Linked DNA regions of Mus musculus: regions 1 and 3 are each linked to region 2. The links are chromatin contacts, called in public HiChIP or PLAC-seq and promoter capture Hi-C maps. All regions are on one chromosome and are shown on one strand. Each heading gives the region's core, a stretch centred on a gene start, on an enhancer-like site or on the middle of the called end of the contact. The rest is flanking DNA. Distances are from core to core; before and after follow the strand shown.

Region 1 (3,662 bases), core at 239-2,738, 550 kb before region 2:
CTGACCATTTAAAGTTGAGGTGGGGGGCTGGAGAGATGGCTCAGCAGATAAGAGCCCTGACTATTCTTCCAGAGGTCATGAGTTCAAATCCCAGCAACCACATGGTGGCTCACAACTATCTGTAATGAGATCTGATCCCCTCTTCTGGGGGTGTCTGAAGATAGCTACAGTGTACTTACATATAATAAATAAATAGGCCAAAGCGATCTGGGCCCAAGCGGGCTGGAAACAATAAATAAATAAAAAAATAAAGTTGAGGTGGTTTGTAAGATAAGGAAATGAGAGTTCTGGAGTCTAAGTATTTTCTTTCTTTTTTTTTTAAGATTTATTTATTTATTATATCTAAGTATACTGTAGCTATCTTCAGACACTACAGAAGAGGGAGTCAGATCTCATTACAGATGGTTGTGAGCCACCATGTGGTTGCTGGGATTTGAACTCCAGACCTTCGGAAGAGCAGTCGGGTGCTCTTACCCACTGAGACATCTCACCAGCCCCTCTAATTATTTTCTAATTACAGCTGTTGGTCTATATGACTTTGGGCAAACTATTCTGCCTCTTTGGACTTCAGTTTATTCCTTCATAAACTGCTACATGACAGATGTCATTAAAACTAGCGGTCATTTATTTTCCTTTTGCCTTGTTGCTTTTTTTTCCCCCCATTACCTTCTGCCTCAAGAGGGGAGAGGAGGAACCTTTTGTCCTGTACTGTATGCAAACTGGTCTTAAAAGGAAGGGACAATTCTCTCCCTTTGGTCACCCAAGTGCGGAGCCGTCAGCTGTGAAACACTACCTCCCACAGACACTCAAAAGGGAATGGGGGTGGGATGGGGAGGTCTCATGAAGTTCATTTTGGCCCTGAACTTGCAGAGAACGACCCTGAGCCCCAAGTGGGATTACAGTGGAGGCTGGAATTACAGGCTTTTAATGTAAAGATATTTCAAAGCCTTGTGTTTTCTCTGAGAAAAAGTGAAGGTAACTTTTAAGGCCTAAAGCCAAGGAGGGGGGTGGAGATCAAGGAAGTGCAAAAAAGGAGAAGGAGGAGTAGGAGGAGGAGTATGAGGAGGAGGAGGAGGAGGAGGAGGAGGAGGAGGGGGAGGAGGAGGAGGAGGAGGAATCAACTAGGATGAACAGCACAGCCGGCTGGCTGGGACACCGGGACTGTAAGTGATGATCAGGAACGTATAGCCGGGCCGGGAGCCAGAAAGAACTTGAATCTGCTGGACTAGGAAGAGTGTTTCCAAAAGGGAGAAACTAGCCTGAGGTAGGGGTGTGACCATGGTGATGTCGAACCTGCTGAAAGAAACTGGGCGTGGCTCGGGCTGCAGGTGAGGGGCGTGACCAGGACAGGTGGGCGTGGCCAAGAAGAAATGGGCACGCGGGGCGAGGCCGGGACCCACATGAGGGGCCTGGGCTGCTGCGACGGAGAAGTGGGCGGGAAGGCGGGATGGGCGGGGAGGAGGCCATCCTTGCGGGAGAGGCGGGCTGGGCGGCTGGGAGGACCCAGGGACGGAAGAGGGTGGCCGTAGGCCGGGCCCCGCCTCGGGGCCGCCTCCCAGCGGGTTCCTTTTGCCTTGACTGCCTCCGAGGCTGTGGCGGCAGTGGCCGCCGGGCGCGCGTAAGATGGCGACTGCAGCAGCGGAAACCCTGGGCCTCCTGTGGGGTTGGCTGTGGAGCGAGAGCTTCTGGCTGCCTCAGAACGTGAGCTGGGCGGACCTGGAGGGCCCGGGCGACGGCTACGGCTACCCGCGCGCCCAGCACGTGCTGTCGGTGTTCCCGCTGGCAGTGTGCATCTTCTCCGTGAGGATGCTGTTTGAGCGGTGAGCGTTGCTGCGCGGGGCCGGGGATGGCGGGGGGTAGGGGCGGGACGCCTGGGCCGGAGACCGAGGGCCGGAAGCCGAGGCGGCGGGGCGGGGGAGCCGGGGAGCCCGGGCCGCGGCGGGGATGCTCGGAGCCCGGCGACGCGCCCCTGGAGCCTGCGTGCGCGCAGACCGCGCGAGTCTAGGGTGTGGGCGAGTGAGAGAGAATCGAGGGGAGTGCTGGGCCTCAGAAGTGCAGATCACAGAGTCGCATGGAGCTCTCGAAGGCTGCCTCCCAATCTCCAGGAACCCAAGAGTGAGTCGTGCTCCCGCAGTGCCCGGCGAGAGGAACGGGAAGGGCCTGGGAGAACCAGAATTAGCTGGGGTCCTGGAAGCTTGTGGGTTCAGTGCAAGCGCCAGAGCTTCCGAGCGACGTAGGTGGATGCATGAGATGTAATGTTTGCTAAAGTTACTTTACTTCTGGGGTTTGAAACAACAGGATCAGTTAGGCCCCAAGCCCTGATTTGTTAGCGCGTGAACGTGTTAGTATGACAGCAGACGTCTGGCTAGGATAGGGTGTGGTGAAGCCTGAGGCTTCCAACATTTGGGGAAGGTGTCAAGAGGAACTGCTGAACGGGCCTTGGAAGCCTGAGATGGGAGAAGTGGTCATTTTGAAGGCGATGGAGCCTGAGACTTTATTGGAAACAGCTTTGTGAACCAGCTTCTAAGGTGGTAGTATTCACAACATACTTTGCCCAGCTACATGCTCTGGGCAGAAGATCCCCCCCACCCCACCCCCACCCCGTTCTTCAAAGGGCTAGTCTTATCTGCTGCCAAAAAGACACTGTTCTTCAAGGATCTGATGCGATCTGTAATGAGGATCAATCATAGCTGTGTTTTTGATAAAGCTTACTCAAACTCCAAGGAAGTACTTTCCTCGTAGGCAGAGACGCCTTCTGTAAAAACCTTATCTAGAACAAACACGACACTGATGCCAGAATTCCTTTTCTAGTGTGGAGATGTGGTTAGACAAAATAATCCATTACTCAGAAGTATCTGTTTTGGATTACTTCTTTGATTTGTCTACAAGGGTTTTTTTTCTTATATCCAGCTAGTCACTAATCTGTATTTAGTAATACTATTTATCTCTTCTAAAAGTGCTATGCCAGACACTCAGATGCAAAAAGTAAATATATAATAAATAGATTAAGTGAAACTCAAAGTCTTTTCTGGGCCCCCAAGAATTTACAGTTTTTCAAGATAACCATCATTATCTTAAGTATCCCTGAGGTGGAGGTGGAGGTGCAGGCTTAGGAGAAAACTGGATCCTGCTATTCTCTTCCATAGTGAGGGCTGAAAATGAAATGCAAGAACTATCAAGAAAAGAGACAATCCAATACACTTTTCCATTGTCATAAGAATAGTCTTTGTTTCTCATACAGATATATAACAAGCTTTGTGACTTACCTCTGCTATCGGCATACACACACACACACACACACACAGAGTATATATTCCAATTCTAAAGGGTTCCCCCAGATGGCTGGAGACTATTCCCTGGAGGAGTCACTGGAAAGGATCCTTCCCCTATGGGAATTCTGTCTGCATGTTTCTATGGTACTCCAGTGTCAAGGGGATGAACAGGCATTCTTTCTAATGTGATATTTCTTATCCAGTAAGGACAAGCAGCTTGTTTGTTTAGTGTGTGATCTTAGGAAAAGTTAACCCTAGAAACAATCTTGCTATTTTGTTTCCCTTGAAGACCAGCTATCTCAGAAAGTGCTTGGAATTGACTGCTGTTCTGTGTGCTGTCTTCCATAAAGGAAACAGAAGCTATTCTTAAAGTACAGTAAAAGCCTGTCT
Region 2 (3,585 bases), core at 331-2,830:
AGCATGCACACCTGGGTATCGGTGTCCTCAAGGGAGGGTCCCCAGCTGAATGCATAGGAGTGCATGAGAGGACCATGTCAGTGCGGACTGCTGAACGCAGTCCTGTGTAGGCACTGCTGTGCAGTGTCCTGAGCAGTCTGAGTAAGGGGTGGGGCTGGAGATTTCCAAAAGACTGTACCACCTGCTCTGGGCCCACCTCGGCTTCTGCCAGGTTCATCCCTTAACTAGATAACTAGGCTGGCTGTGTGGCTCCTCCCACGGAGAACCGCTTGGTCTGGGAAGCAGGCCACCATGCATCCGATGCCCCGTTCGCTGCACACCCTGGCTCAGGGACTATTGAACGCCATCAAGAATGGCGGTGTGTGGATAGTGGTTGAACAACAGAGCCTGGAGCCAAGAATGTATTGGGGAGTGAGGGGTGCTGAATCAGCAGGCTTCAAGCCCAAAGCAGATGGAGAAGCCTGGGGGGTGGGGGAGCTCTGTGATGAGTTCCTACAGGCTGTCTACAACAGGAGGGAGAACGCTTGTCAGAACTGGGAAGCCCCACTGGAGCGAGAGGGGGAGGGACCCTGTTTTCACGACTTCCCTGTGTTCAGAGCCAGAGGAACTCAGAATCTGGAAGCTCAAGTTGCCTTTTCCAAACTTCCCCAGTCCGGATGTGAGTCTCCCGAGCTCAGAGGAGCTCAGCTTCTTTGGGGCCGGGTGGGCATTCCAAGCGACGGGTTTAGACTGTGCGATACGCTTGCAGACACAGTTCTCTGCTGAATCCCGCCTACTCTACCTTCCTTTGCAAATCTTATTTCTAAATCTGGGCTCTGTGAGCCCTCTGCGCTGTCCACCAGGACTGGTTCCGCGCTTCACCCGACTCGGCCTTTGCAACCGCGCCAGGTCTGAGGATAAGACAGGCTGGATCAGATTGACTCATCCCGGTCCCGCACCTAGGGACATCTTACAGTATTGACCCTGAAAACCTCCGGGAAACCTTCACTTACTGGAAGGAGAGAATGGCCCTAGCTTCAAGAGGGGTGAGGAAGGGGATGGCTGGTGGGCACCAAGCAGCAGGTGGCAGTTCCGACAGTGGATTACTGCCCGGAAGCTAGGGAGCTAGGGCCTGACTCACGCGTCCCGTCGAAGCGGGTGGCGATGGTGTCCAGGAAGGTGTTCTGCGGCGCCAGGAGCCCCCGCATGGCCGGCATCTTAGGCGGCGGGGGCCGCCCGCCCCATCCCTCCGGGGCGCGGGGACTCAGCGCCGGGGGAGGGCGCCTGGCTCGGCCGCCCCCCGCCGGGCCCCGCGCCCCCTAGAGTAGCCGTCGGGGGGCTATGCCCGGCCCAGGCTCGCAGGCCCCAGCAGCTGCCGGCGCACAAGGGGGCGTCCGCACCGTCGGGGCTGGGCGCATGGCGCGCGCGCGACCCCTCGCCGCCCACGGATTCCGGGCTGCAGGCCCCGCGGCCACCGCGCACTCTGCACCTTTGGTCCGCCCGCGGCTCCTGTTTCTGCAAGCGGGGTGGCTCCCGCTTGGGCTCGGCTCAGCGCCGGGTCCCCGCAGCTCCCTCCGTCTGTCGGGGAGAAGCGGCAGCCTACCTCCCGCACCGCCGCCTGCACCGGGGTAACCATGGAGACGGGGCACACCCAGTCAGGGCCGCCTCCTTAAAGAGACAGGCCTCCTGCGGAGGGATCCCCCTCCCCTGGGACCTTGGTGGGGGCAGGGAAGGCTGCCGCCCCCTAGCGCTGCCAGACTCCCTAAGGCGAGAACCCGGGCCGGGTGGGCTCAGCCTGACAGCCTCGGGCTTCTCTCTCCTGCAGAGGGATCAGAGGAAGGCTTGGGGGCGTGAGCGTGTGTGAGTGTGTTGTAGATGTGTTTCGGAACGAGAATAATGTCATGAGAACGGGAACTGGCGACTAGGTGGCGGGGAACGTCCAGTAGTTGAAGGTTTGGGGCCCCCGGGGAGCGCTGACTATGCAGAGTTCTCTAAAAGGGAGGCTTCTGAACCTGTTTTTCCCCCCGGGTTCAGTCAAGCCTTTCCCGGATGCGGCTCGGCTCCCCTGAAAAGTGGAAGCAGGAGCTGAGGAAACCTGAGGCTAGAGTGAGGTCCAGATGCCTTGGGCGAGACCCCGGAGCGCAGAGGGCGCATTGGGAAAGTGAACTCCAAGCCCTCCGCTCGCCCCACGCATTTCCTCAAGTTTCTGTCGCCGCGGGAGGGTCAGAGGCTGGTCCAGGAACCCTGTGTGTGCTTGGCTAGCCCCCCCCCCCCTTTAGTCGCGGAGTTCGATTCTCCCCGGAGCCCGCACCTCCAGCGAGGAGGCGGAAAGCAGGGGCGGACGGCCGTCTCCTGTCCCTGTCCCCGCGCGCCGCGACCGTCCCCGCGGCCTCTCCTGCCAGCGCCGCTCCTCCTCCCTCCTACGATTTGCCAGTGAGCGCGGCTGCCGCCCGCGCCCAGAGAAGCCGCCGGGGCCAAAACTGCAATTTGCTCTCCAATGGAAGAAGCCGGAGCTCAGCACTGCTCCCCTGCAGGAGACACACCCACTGCCACCAGCGTCGGAAAGAGGAGTATACCCTGCTCCAACTACCCGTCAGCAGCTAGTAAAGCCCAAGCTCAAGGCACCTGTATTTAAATGAACAGGAGCTTTGGGAAGAAAGGGAGGAAGTCCCCCCCTCCCAGTCTGCTGCACCCTGAAATCCAGCTCCCAGGCGAGCCTGAAATGTCCGCAGATATGGTTCCCGACTCCTGATGGGTCAGGGCTAAAGAGTAACCCCTCCAGTCCTCGCAGCAACCTTCTTTCCAGGAGTTAGATAGCATCCCGCTAAACAGAGGAATATTTTAAAGCTCACTTTAAGCCAGGGCGAGGCTGTTGTTGAAAGCGTCATCTGCAGAACTCGGCTAGCCGAGCCGGGTTTAAGTACTGCTCTGAACTCGCTGTCCAGGAGATAATCCTTTTCTTGTAAGACAACTTACTAACATTTCTGTGATTCAGTTCTCTTCATCCGTGGAATGGAAATAATAATAACTACCCCTGTGGGTTCTGAGGAAGAAATAAGGAGGCATATATACCCAGGACAGTGAATGTGCGGCACTTGCTTCATGCAAATGTTTATTGTCTGATTTTGAGTCTCAGAGGGATCTTGAGAAACGCCCCGGGGTAGTTATTTCACAAAGGGAGAAGAAAAAGGAAGGAAGGAGAGAGAGAGAGAGAGAGAGAGAGAGAGAGAGAGAGAAGAGGACAAAGTCGGGGTTCCATCTACAACAGTCCCTGCTCCCAAAACACCTGAGTTGCATAGACATCACTGGTCCTCTGGGGTGGTCAGGTCTAACGGGTCCAAACTATATCCTCGAGGTCATGTTTAGGCTTCCAGATCAGTGACCTGGACTGACCTGGGCTGGCTTGCGGAGGTCAGGGAAGCTAGAGACCTGGGTTTAAATCGGGCGGAGTAGTTGGGGTTGGGAATGACTGAACTTCGTATTTCCCGAGGCAAGGAGGGCTCTGTGCTGAATAAGTGCTCTTCTCGGATTCCCCTGCTAATTTAACACGGAAGCCGTTCCTATTCACCAGTGAAAACACGAAGGTCATGGACCTTGTCTGAGACA
Region 3 (3,327 bases), core at 282-2,781, 690 kb before region 2:
ACCAAATGTCAATAAGATAAAACACAACTATATAAACATCCCAAGGAAATAAAGGGAGATAATGGAAATGAATCTGAAGGAAAAACCAAGGGAGAGTGGGTGGTGATGCATCCCATAATCCCTGCCTTGGGAGAGAGGGTGGTGGTGCATCCCATAATCCCTGCCTTGGGAGATAGAAGCAGGAGGGTCCGGAGCTCAAGGCAGGCCTCTTCAGAAAGCTCCTGGTCTCAAAACAACAAAAGAGAATAAACAACACCTGAAGAAAACAAAAATCTGTAAGAAGGGCTGGAGTTACAACTCAGCGGAAGGACGTTTGTTTAGCATAACACTGCACACAAGAAAACAACATATTACCTATATGATATGTTTAAAAGAATAGACCAAGGTGGTGCACACCTTTAATCCCAGCACTTGGGAGGCAGAGGCAGGCAGATTTCTGAGTTCAAGGCCAGCCTGGTCTACAGAGTGAGTTCCAGGACAGCCAGGGCTACACAGAGAAACCCTATCTTGAAAAAAACAAAACAAAAGAATAGATCAAGTTAAAATGAATAGAGGGCTTCTTTTCCAGCCTCTGCCTCAGACCTTACAGCCGTGATGTTGATGCCTGAGAAGAACAGGATTGCCATCTATGAACTCCTTAAGGAAGGCGTGATGGTTGCCGAGAAAGATGTCCACGTGCCCAAACACCCTGAGCTGGCAGACAAGAACATGCATAACCTTCATATAATGAAAGCCATGCAGTCTCAAGTCTCGAGGTTACATGAAGGAGCAGTTTGCCTGGAGACACTTCTTCTGGGACCTTACGAATGAGAGCATCTAGTACCTCTGAGATTACCTACACCTACGTCTGGAAATCATGCCTGCCATCCCATCCTGAGACTGGCAGGCCTCAGCCCAAGGGTCCACAGGGTGAGTGACCTGCAAGATTCCCAAGAGGGGAGGCAGACAGAGATATCTGCAGAAGGAGTGCTGTGCTCCTGTAGCCGACAAGAAAGCTGAGGCTGGGGCTGGCTCAGCAACTGAGTTCCAGTTTAGAGGCTGCTTTGGTGGTGAACATGGCCAGTCACCTCACTGAAGTTAGAGATTGTGTTGTATCGAATAAACCTGGTGGGGGTGGGGGTGGGGGAACGAACCCGAAGGGAGGAAGTAAAATGCAAACCAAAATGGAGACAAAGGTCAAATCAGAACTGACTTTGAGGCCAAAGTTGTTGGGTGGTGAAAGAGAGGTGGTAGATCAAAAACATATTGATACTTACAGTACGCATTATAAAACAAAGTGTCTTGTATACAACAACACACATTATAAAACGCTTTGCCTGTGTCTGCATGAGGTGTGTGCAGGTGGGAGCAGGTGCCCACAGAGGCGGGAGGAGCTGGATCCCCAGAAGCTGGAGGTACAGGAGGATGTGAGCTGCCGGGGTGCTCTAGAAGAGACACACTGACCCACTGACTCACCGCACAGCTGCCCCGAGCCCGTGCACAGCTGGGGCGGTTTCCTTGCTCGAAGTTCTCTCCAGGCTCCTACCCTGCACAAACAAAATAACCTTTCCACAATGTTTCAAATGTTTTTTATTCTTCCTTTGAGTTGCAAGGTCGGTAATTATAACCCCTCCCTTCCTTGCACTCTCAGCTCCTGCACTTCTCCAGGTCTACTTTGGACCACAGCCCAGCTTAAGTACAGTCTTCTCTGTCCCCCTCCAGGCCTGAGAGTTGAACACTCTGACCCCCTCCAGGCCTGCACCCTGAGAGCTGAGCACAGCCTCGGGGAAACACCGGAACTTGGCTGTTGGTCTCAGTTTAAATAATCTAATGCCCAGAGGCCCCAGAAAACTACCTGGCAGACACACTCTTATTTCTCTCATACATTCACTTTGGCTTTAAGTTTTACTATTTTATATTTTTTTCAAAACACCTTTATGTTCTCACCTGTTCCCCAGCATCTCTAAGACCGTCGCCATCTTCTCCTGATTAACTGGCTCCTTATTGCACTAAAGACAAACTTTTCTTTTGCTTATTTAATGTGTGTGTGTGTGTGTGTGTGTGTGATATGTAGGTGTTCATGTGGTTATGTGCACAAGTGTGTTCATGTGTGTGTATGTAGAGGGCAGGGTTGATATGGGGTTGTACTGGCTAGTTTTGTGTCAACTTGACACAGCTGGAGTTATCACAGAGAAAGGAGCTTCAGTTGAGGAAATGCCTCCATGAGATCCAACTGTAAGGCATTTTCTCAATTAGTGATCAAGGGGGAAAGGCCCCTTGTGGTGGGACCATCTCTGGGCTGGCAGTCTTGGGTTCTATAAGAGAGCAGGCTGAGCAAGCCAGTAAAGAACATCCCTCCATGGCCTCTACATCAGTTCCTGCACCCTGACCTGCTTGAGTTCCAGTCCTGACTTCTTCAGTGATGAACAGCAATGTGGAAATGTAAGCCGAATAAACCCTTTCCTCCATAACTTGTTTCTTGGTCATGATGTCTGTGCAGGAACAGAAACCCTAAGACAGGGGTGTTTTCCTTAGTCCCGCTCCATGTTACTTTTTGAGACAGGCTCTCTCACTAAAGCTGGAGACCACTGATCCAGTGAGACTGGTTGACCAGTGAGCTCCAGGGAATCTTGTGTGTCTGCCTCCCAGGTGCTGTGATTCCAGACTGGTGTGGCACACCCAGCTTTCACATGGGTCCCGGGGAGATGAATGAGGTTCTTCCATGGTAAGAACTTTCCCTACAAAGCCAACTCCCCAGACCACTAATTTATTTAAAGATTTGAATATGTGCAGGCATTTCTGTCTGCACGCAGGTATGTCATGTGACTGAGGTATTGGAGGGAGCCAAGCTTTGGATCCTTTTGGGCCTGGAGTTAGAGGTGTTTGTGAGCCACCAGATGTGGGTGCTGGGAACTGAACGCAGGTCCTCTGGAGAGCAGCAAATGTTCTTAACTGCTGGACCATCTCTCCAGCTCCCACACAACCTTATTGATTTAAAGATCCAGGCTCATGTAGTCCAGGCTGGCCTCAAGCTTTCCGTGTAGCTTAGGTTGGCCTTTAACTCCTGATTTGACTGTTCTACCTCCTAAGTGCTGGGATCATAGGCATAGACCACCATGCTGACATTCACCTGACACTCTCATCTGGCCTTTGCAGTCACACACACACACACACACACTCTTGGGAGTCAGTTGCTTATGGGGAGTAGCCATGTGGCTTCTTCATTAAGTCCTTAATTTAGAAAAGGGAGAGTTTTAGATTTCTTTTGGATCTCGCCAAAGCCTGGACCTGCTTTGCAGGAGACTCTGGGCTTCCTCTCGCTGTGTCTGCCCCCTCCTCAGAGGGGCT

Evidence for each region. Promoter capture Hi-C pulls out the DNA fragments that hold promoters and counts their contacts. HiChIP or PLAC-seq counts read pairs in DNA pulled down with a chosen protein or histone mark.
Region 1: a contact with region 2 is called in a promoter capture Hi-C map of hippocampal neurons, with 2.9 times the contacts expected there. The contact joins the promoter of Cers5 here to the promoter of Kcnh3 in region 2. A contact is called at or near these places in 3 of 39 promoter capture datasets (hippocampal neurons and liver) and 1 of 115 datasets of contacts at active chromatin or transcription factors (pancreatic cancer cells).
Region 3: an HNF4G HiChIP or PLAC-seq map of pancreatic cancer cells shows a contact between it and region 2. The contact joins the promoter of 1700121M21Rik here to the promoter of Kcnh3 in region 2. A contact is called at or near these places in 1 of 39 promoter capture datasets (liver) and 2 of 115 datasets of contacts at active chromatin or transcription factors (embryonic forebrain and pancreatic cancer cells).

Annotation. Positions count from the first base shown.
Region 1 is chr15:99,770,341-99,774,002 of GRCm38.p6, reverse strand. It overlaps Cers5 (ceramide synthase 5), which reads left to right and starts at 1,488. Exons shown (of 10, transcript NM_028015.2): 1 at 1,488-1,820. The coding sequence starts at 1,624.
Region 2 is chr15:99,222,587-99,226,171 of GRCm38.p6, reverse strand. It overlaps Kcnh3 (potassium voltage-gated channel, subfamily H (eag-related), member 3), which reads right to left and starts at 1,580. Exons shown (of 15, transcript NM_010601.4): 1 at 1,121-1,580. The coding sequence starts at 1,196. Gm46538 (a long non-coding RNA gene) reads left to right here and starts at 299. Exons shown (of 3, transcript XR_001781769.2): 1 at 299-1,025.
Region 3 is chr15:99,913,168-99,916,494 of GRCm38.p6, reverse strand. It overlaps 1700121M21Rik (a long non-coding RNA gene), which reads right to left and starts at 1,531. Exons shown (of 3, transcript XR_875663.3): 1 at 1,456-1,531. It also overlaps the pseudogene Gm20564.